Linked DNA regions of Mus musculus: region 2 is linked to region 1. A link is a contact called in public HiChIP or PLAC-seq data. All regions are on one chromosome and are shown on one strand. The core of a region is the stretch at or near the end of the contact, and the rest is flanking DNA. Distances in the headings are between cores, read along the strand shown.

What was found. HiChIP or PLAC-seq counts read pairs in DNA pulled down with a chosen protein or histone mark.
Region 2: a contact with region 1 is called in an H3K27ac HiChIP or PLAC-seq map of regulatory T cells, with 8 times the contacts expected there. The contact joins two enhancer-like sites.

What each region holds. Positions count from the first base shown.
Region 1 is chr14:15,807,263-15,810,840 of GRCm38.p6, reverse strand. No RefSeq gene overlaps it. Among named protein-coding and RNA genes, the nearest start is that of Gm31804, 34 kb to the right of the region's middle. Within about 2 kb of position 1,555, at least 3 of the 459 cell types and tissues checked have an H3K27ac peak or open chromatin away from gene starts, as enhancers often do. A contact at or near this core is called in regulatory T cells, where this site is marked.
Region 2 is chr14:16,194,081-16,197,658 of GRCm38.p6, reverse strand. No RefSeq gene overlaps it. Among named protein-coding and RNA genes, the nearest start is that of Oxsm, 47 kb to the left of the region's middle. Within about 2 kb of position 1,903, at least 18 of the 459 cell types and tissues checked have an H3K27ac peak or open chromatin away from gene starts, as enhancers often do. A contact at or near this core is called in regulatory T cells, where this site is marked.

The DNA.
Region 1 (3,578 bases), core at 306-2,805:
GGTGCTCTTTGAACATAGTTAGGCCACTTCAGGGTCAGCATGTGTTTATACTGTCAAGTTTTTTCATAAGCTATAACACTGCAACTTTCTAATAACTCACTGATATTGGTCCACTGATCTCTTTGTTTCTCTTTCTCTTCTCTCTCTATATGTCTCTATCTGTCTCTGGCTCTGCATAAGTTTAAGTTTGGACATCCTATTATTCTGTGTGCTTGGCCAGGAACTTGTTCAGTGATGAGATCAAAGGAGAGTCCTGTCATCTTTCAAGTTATTTAAAAAAAAATCACTCTGTGTGTTCCCAAAGAGTCCACACGAAATTTCAATGATCTGATTTGCTGTACTAATTTCTGATAGCAGTGAGTTTTTTCATGTTTGACAGGATCAGAATAAAAGAAATATAGCTTTATATGCAGAACCATGCACATCTTGAGAACTGTCTCTCTGTATGAGAGACCTTCCGGTTGGCCTTGCAAACTCCTGGAACACAGTTGGATCATTTCTCTAAGATTGCTTCTGAAGATTGTAATGTGAAAACTTGAAGACACTGATCACCAGACATGCCAATCTCTGAGCATCCTTCACTTATTTAGGAATGCAAGAAGTAACTCTATAATAGAGCCAGGAGGACAGTTTCTTCAGAATAATAGGTTATTGGAGGCACCAACTGGACTAGCACACAAAACACTTTAGGGTTGGAGGAATTGGGAATTTCCCCATGCACACAAGGCTCAACCAGACTTGATGGGGGCAGCTTGGAAACCCAACTAGAAGTGTGATGGTACAGAAAAGATAACCTGTCTCTTTGACATTGGCCCTAATTTTGGGAACAGGTTTAGCTAAGGCAGGTACTGGGATTGCAGCATTACTCCTACAAAATAAGAATTATAATAGCCTCAAAGCAGATATTGACGAAGATATTCAACGTCTAGAGAAATCCATCTCCCATTTAGAAAGTAATGTTGATTCCCTGGCAGAGGGTGTATTACAGGGAAGGGCTAGATTTGGTATTTTTACAGTAGGGAGGGCTATGTGCTGCATTACATGAAGAATGCTGTTTCTATGTAAATCACTCCAGTGTGATTACAGAGTCCCTTACCAAAATGGGAGAAAGTTTAGAGTGCATCAAAGGAAACAAGAAAATTCCAAAGGCTGGTACCACTCTCCTTTTGATGCTTCCCCTTGGTTAACCATCCTCATATCCACCTTGTTAGGACCCTTAATTGTTCTCTTGCTATTGTTGACCCTGCATATTGAACAAGATTATAGCCTTCATAAAAGAGAGAATAGGAGCAGTACAATGACAGTCCTGTGCCAACAATATGAGTTAGTTACCCAAGACCCCTGAGCATAGCTCAAGGATTGGAGCTTATACAAGAAAAAAAAAGGGGAGGGGGGAGTGAAGGACCCTAAGGGCTTTTTCAGTCCCACACTCTCCTTACAGCTTCCTCCTTTCACCTGGGGTCAAGCCTAGGCCAAGTTCCATTCTCCACCCACAGGAACAGTCTTACTTAGTAAAAGATTCTCAGAACATACTGACTGGTAGTCACCTGACCCTCTGGAAAGTCCCAGAAAGAGTTCAAAAGTGTGTCATGGTTGCTAGCCAATAGACTTAAAGGTCAATATCCTTAGCCAATAAGTTTGAACGTAACCTTGCTTATGTAACCTGTGCCCCTAAAACTTATAAAAACTGCTTGTAATAGCCATTTGGGGTCACCTTCTCACCACTCACATCGAGGGACTTGATTGAGGTTTGATCCTGACACACCAGAAAATAAAACTCTTGCTTTTGCATTAAAAAAAAAGTATTTCTCATCCTGTGCATTAATTACAATATATACAACATCCCCTTGCAAATGGAAATCACAAATGCTTCTTTTATTTCAGAGACAAAGTAAAAACAGTAACAGGAAAATCTCTCACAAACATAATTAGTGTAAAAGAAAGGGTTCAAAAACATAAAAATTTTCACACAGTCACGGCAAGAGACCAACAGTTAAAGACATTTGGAAAAACAACTGAGAAATACTTATTGAACATGAAAAAATTGTATATACTATAATTCTAAAAATATTTTTTACTTTATAAAAATATATGAAACTGTACTATTAAAATTATCTCTTTTTTAGGTTCTATGGTTGCCTGGCTCAGCTAGGTGGCTATACTGGGGTCATGGGTATTACTGAAGCTACATGGAAGCTAGTACTTGTGCTGAGCATATTCTGTCCTGCAAGTGTCTAGTGTTCTCACTAGAACAGTTGGAACAGAAGTGGACTGCCCAGCTTCTGTCTAGCCTAAAATATTTTCAGTTTGGTCTTCTCAAAGCATGCTTCCTTCAATGAAGCTGTACATCTTATTACATGGTGTCTGGCTTTTCCAGAGCTAGCATGCCAAGAAACTACATGCCAACTGAAATGCTTCATATGCGTTGACCTCAGAAATTCATAAATGTCATTTCTACCTCATTGTTTTGATCATGTTAAAAATCATAAAAGTCGCACTAATTTTTTCGGGAGAATGGAATTAAACTATCTGTTGCTGCAAGGACCAACACTGGTTTGTAAGGAGGTAAGGGCTTTGTTGAGATAGTTATGCCAGTCTTCAGAAACTGTTTGGGAGACTTCTAAAGAGGCAAGTGTTCACCCTTCCAATTGCCTTATAGACACCAAGACACATGTGGTCCAAGAGGACAGACACTCTACAGGTCATGCTTCCTTGTGGTGGTTTGAATGAGAATGTCCTCCACAGGCTCAGATGTTTGAACAGTCAACCCTCAGTTGAGAGCGCTGTTGGAATATTTAGGAGGTGAAGCCTGGATGGAAGGCACATGCATGTAGAGGAGGGATTTAAGAAAGCAAGAGTCCTGCCAATACTTGAGCTTGTTTTCTTTACTTCCTACTCATGATTCAAGATGTAAACAGCTCCAGCCACCATATGTACCACTTGCTGCCTTCACTCTGCCATCATGGATTTTTACCCCTCTGGAATTCAAACCTAGATAAACCCCTACTTCTATAAATGACTTGGTCATGCTACTTTATTACAGTTGTAGAAAATTAACTGATATGTTCATATTTAGCAAATATGGGATCTACTTATTGGATTAAGTAAAGTATAATTGAGTATATAAAAATATAGTACAACAGTTTAAGTGGATTAGACCTTAACATAAAACCAGATGAAGTAAACTCAATAGAAGAGTAAAAGCAGAATAGCCTTGAACACAATGGCACAGGAGACAATTTTCTGAACTGAAAACCAACCGTACAATAGTACAGGCACTTAGATTGATAATTTAAAAATGGGGCCTCGTAAGACTGCAAAGCTCTGTAAGTCACAGGACACTAGACTTTTTCTTTTCAATAGAAAAGAAGGCAGCTTACAGATTTGAAAAGAAACAAAGCAAAACAAAACAAAAACCCTATCAAGCCACTTCTGACAGAACACTAATTTCCAACATATATAAAGAAGTCAAGAAAGTAGATACCAATAAACCAAATCATACAAATAAAAATTGGGTTACAGTTTTAAACAATGAATTTTCAATGGAGGCATCTCAAGCAGCCAAGAAACCCTTAAAG
Region 2 (3,578 bases), core at 654-3,153, 390 kb before region 1:
ATCAAGGTCCAAAGCTTGTTATAAGTGTGTTCCTGAACACGTATGTGCTGCACAGTTAACAGAGGTAACAACAGCACATGGTGTTCTTAAGAGTGTTAGCCTTTTAAATTATAATTTGTTATTTATATGTTTCTGTGTGGGTTTATGTGTGTCAATCAAGAAGTGGGTGCCAGATCGCAGTTGTGAAGTGGCCAACCTGAGAATTAGAAACTGAACTTGCGGGGCTAGAGAGATGGCTCAGTGGTTAAGAGCACTGATGGCTTTTCCTGAGGTTCTGAATTCAGTTCCCAGTAACTATAATATGGTGGCTCGTAACCATCTTTAATACGATTTGATGCCCTCTTCTGGTATGTCTGAAGACATCTACAGTGTACTCATATACGTAAGATAAATGAATAAATCTTAGAAAGGAAGAAAGAAAGAAAGAAAGAAAGAAAGAGAAAAAGAAAGAAAGAAAGAAAGAAAGAAAGAAAGAAAGAAAGAAAGAAAGAAAGAAAGAAAGAAACTGAACCTGGATTCTTTGTAAAAGCAGCAAATACTCTTCTTAACTGCTGAGCTGTCTCTCCAGCTCCAGAACTGTCAATTTTAAGGTTTATTGTCATATACAAGGGTCTCTATGAGAGATATTAGCATATGGATATGCTAACTACCTTGATTGCAGTAATCATTTCATAATATATACAGTGGTCAAAATGTTATGCTGTAAAGTTTAGATACACGCACTTTTAAATTCGTAAATAATATTGGCGGCACATGCTTTTAATTCCAGCAATTGGGAGGTAGAGGCAGGTGGATCTCAGTGTTGGTGACCAGTCTGCTCCACAGAGAGAGTTCCAGGCCAGCCAGGACCACATAGAAAAACCCTATCTTGAAAACAAAACAAAACAAAACAAAAAATCTTATGAACACTAAAGTAAAATAAATCCAAACGGCCACATGATGGAGCCAAAGCCTTGATGGTTAATAGGCCTTTCACTTAAACTGAACTAGTTTATTTTTAAAAATGTTTGAGTAAATGTTTCTTTGTCACGTTTTCAACATAACACTTTGTTTCTAACAATGTTTTTATGTCACAAGGTAGACCTGATTTGTCCTTATTCTTTCAAACTTGAAAAACTGTAATTTTTAAACCCCGTGTAGCATAGGCGTGGTGTGGTGCAAAAGGCACAATCATGTTTACTTATTAAGGACAAGACCAGCAGAATCCATGAAAAATGGAAATTCCATTCCTCAAAAAATTTCCCTATGGTGTCTCTCCAGCAAGAGACATTCACAAGTAGAAAGCTACTTGTGCCCTGCTTGAACAACACCCTCTATGTTTGCTGATACAGCTACTGAAAAGAGCCAATGAAAACCTGAAGACTCACTGGCTAAACTCTTTCATTTTACTCTCCAAATGAAACTGAGTTCTGGAGAAAAGCAGGACATGGATTGCAAGTTAGTGGGTACTAGAGATGTAATGTTTTGCTTTGCAGTTCTTGTAGACTTTAGCACGGACACTTGTTCAACAAATGTTCTCTAGTTTTTACTAGGCTTAGGACTGTGAATGCAGGTCTGGGAAATGAATTTTAAAGCAAAAACTGCCACCTTCTGGAACTGCAAATGCCACCAGCACTCACGGGTATCAGGGGCACAGAGCACAAAAACTCATGTGCTATGGAGGTCGAGAGTCATGAGTGTCGTTAGTTTTAAGAAGCATATTGTTTGTTTTAGAATATTTTGACTTTCCTTAAACATTATCCTTTTCTATAAGAAGAAATAAAGGGGAAGCAATATGTTTTCATTCTGGAGTTTTTTATATCAGCCCTCTAAGTTGGAGATCTGATTTTGGTAACCTTCAGTATTGGAGTGTTGATAAAAGATGGCATATAGAAAGGAAGTCAGATGCAGAGCCATTCCTCCGAGCTTTCAGTGACAGTGAAGATACTGGTAGGAGGAATCACTGTTGCAGAATGTTTGCTGACTCAGCTGGTGTAAGAGCTGGAAATCTGTGCTGGCTGGTCTTAAGTCAACTGACAAACAGGTTAGTGTTATCTCAAAGGAGAGAACCTTTACTGAGAAAATGCTTCCACAAGACAAAGCTGTAAGGCATTTTCTTAATTAGCTATTGATGGGGGTGGGTCCAGCCCATTGTGGGTAGTGCCATACTGAGGTGGTGGTCCTGTGTTCTATCTAAAGAAAGCAATCCAGTAAACAGCACCCCTTCATGGCCTCTTCATCAGCTCCTGCCTTGATTGAGCTTCTATCCTGACTCCCTTCAATGATGAGCACTGATGTTGATGTGTAAGCCAGATAATTCCTTTTCTCCCCAACTTGGTTTTATGTTATGGTTTTTCAGTGCAGCAACAGAAACCCTAAGACAAAACCTATAGCCATGCTCATGAGTGATGTGCTTAATTAACAAAATAGAGAAGAAAAAGCTTGAATTTTGGGTCTCAGATAAGATTAAAGTTGTATAATATGGTACTCAGGTCTAGAGGACAGAATTGGCTGAGGCCTAATGTGATAACTCAGTATGCAAACAGAATATCATAAAGAGCGAAGTAGCAAGGGGCCAGAGCAAGGGCTCACTGGAGAAAGGCACCTGAAACAAGAACATAAAATGGACTCCTACAAACAAAATGTCCTCTGATCACATACATGCTATGACATGCTTATGGGAACACACACACACACACACACACACACACACAAGTCACTCAACCAACCAACCAAATAATGAACTATTTTAAAGAGAGTAAGCAAAGAGGGAATATTAGTCTATTAAAAGTCCCAGGATATCTTTGCATACCCCTAAAGATAAATAGCAAAAGCTGTTCACTGGAGTTGGAAATTCATGGCACCACACGGCATCAGGCAAGATTAAATAGATGATCTGACTCTCTCACACAATGGAGTCTCCTCTCCTCTTCCCCCCCACCACATCATCGATAGTGTTCGGAAGTTGTTCCTTGTGAACAATGTGACATAGCTCATCTCTCTTATGTTTAAAATAAAATGTCGGCATCCCTTTCCTTTTTTGACAGACAAGGACATTGAAGCTTGAAGGAGAATTGTTGTTAGTGATGGAGCCAGGCAGCTCCTTGCATCACACTCTTATCTTTGTACCAATGGAAATTCTGTTTTGGCTCGTGACTTTAGTGTAAATTTGTTTTGAAGTAATACAAAAAAAATCAAAGAATAGTATTTTATGAAACTAAAATTGTATGGAATTTGCCTTCCTATGCAACTCATAAAGTTTTATTAGGACATGTAACCACACATATACTTAAGTTTGTTGGTGGCTGTCTTTGGTGCTGACAGAGACCACATGGCCACTGGAGCTTGAAATACTTACTTCTTGGTTCCTCATGAGGAGAATTTGCCGAGTGCTGATCTCCATTCTACAAAAGACTTGTTCCTAAATGGTTAGAAATGAGGTCTTTTTGCTAATATTTAGGCTTAAAATCCTTTTGAAACATTACCAGTGGGAGCCATTGAGAGTCCAGAGCACTGGCATTGAACACCACACTGTCATAAGGACTGATCTATTGTGAGTCCCAGCAGTTAGTTCAGATGGGCACAAAGATCCTAAATGG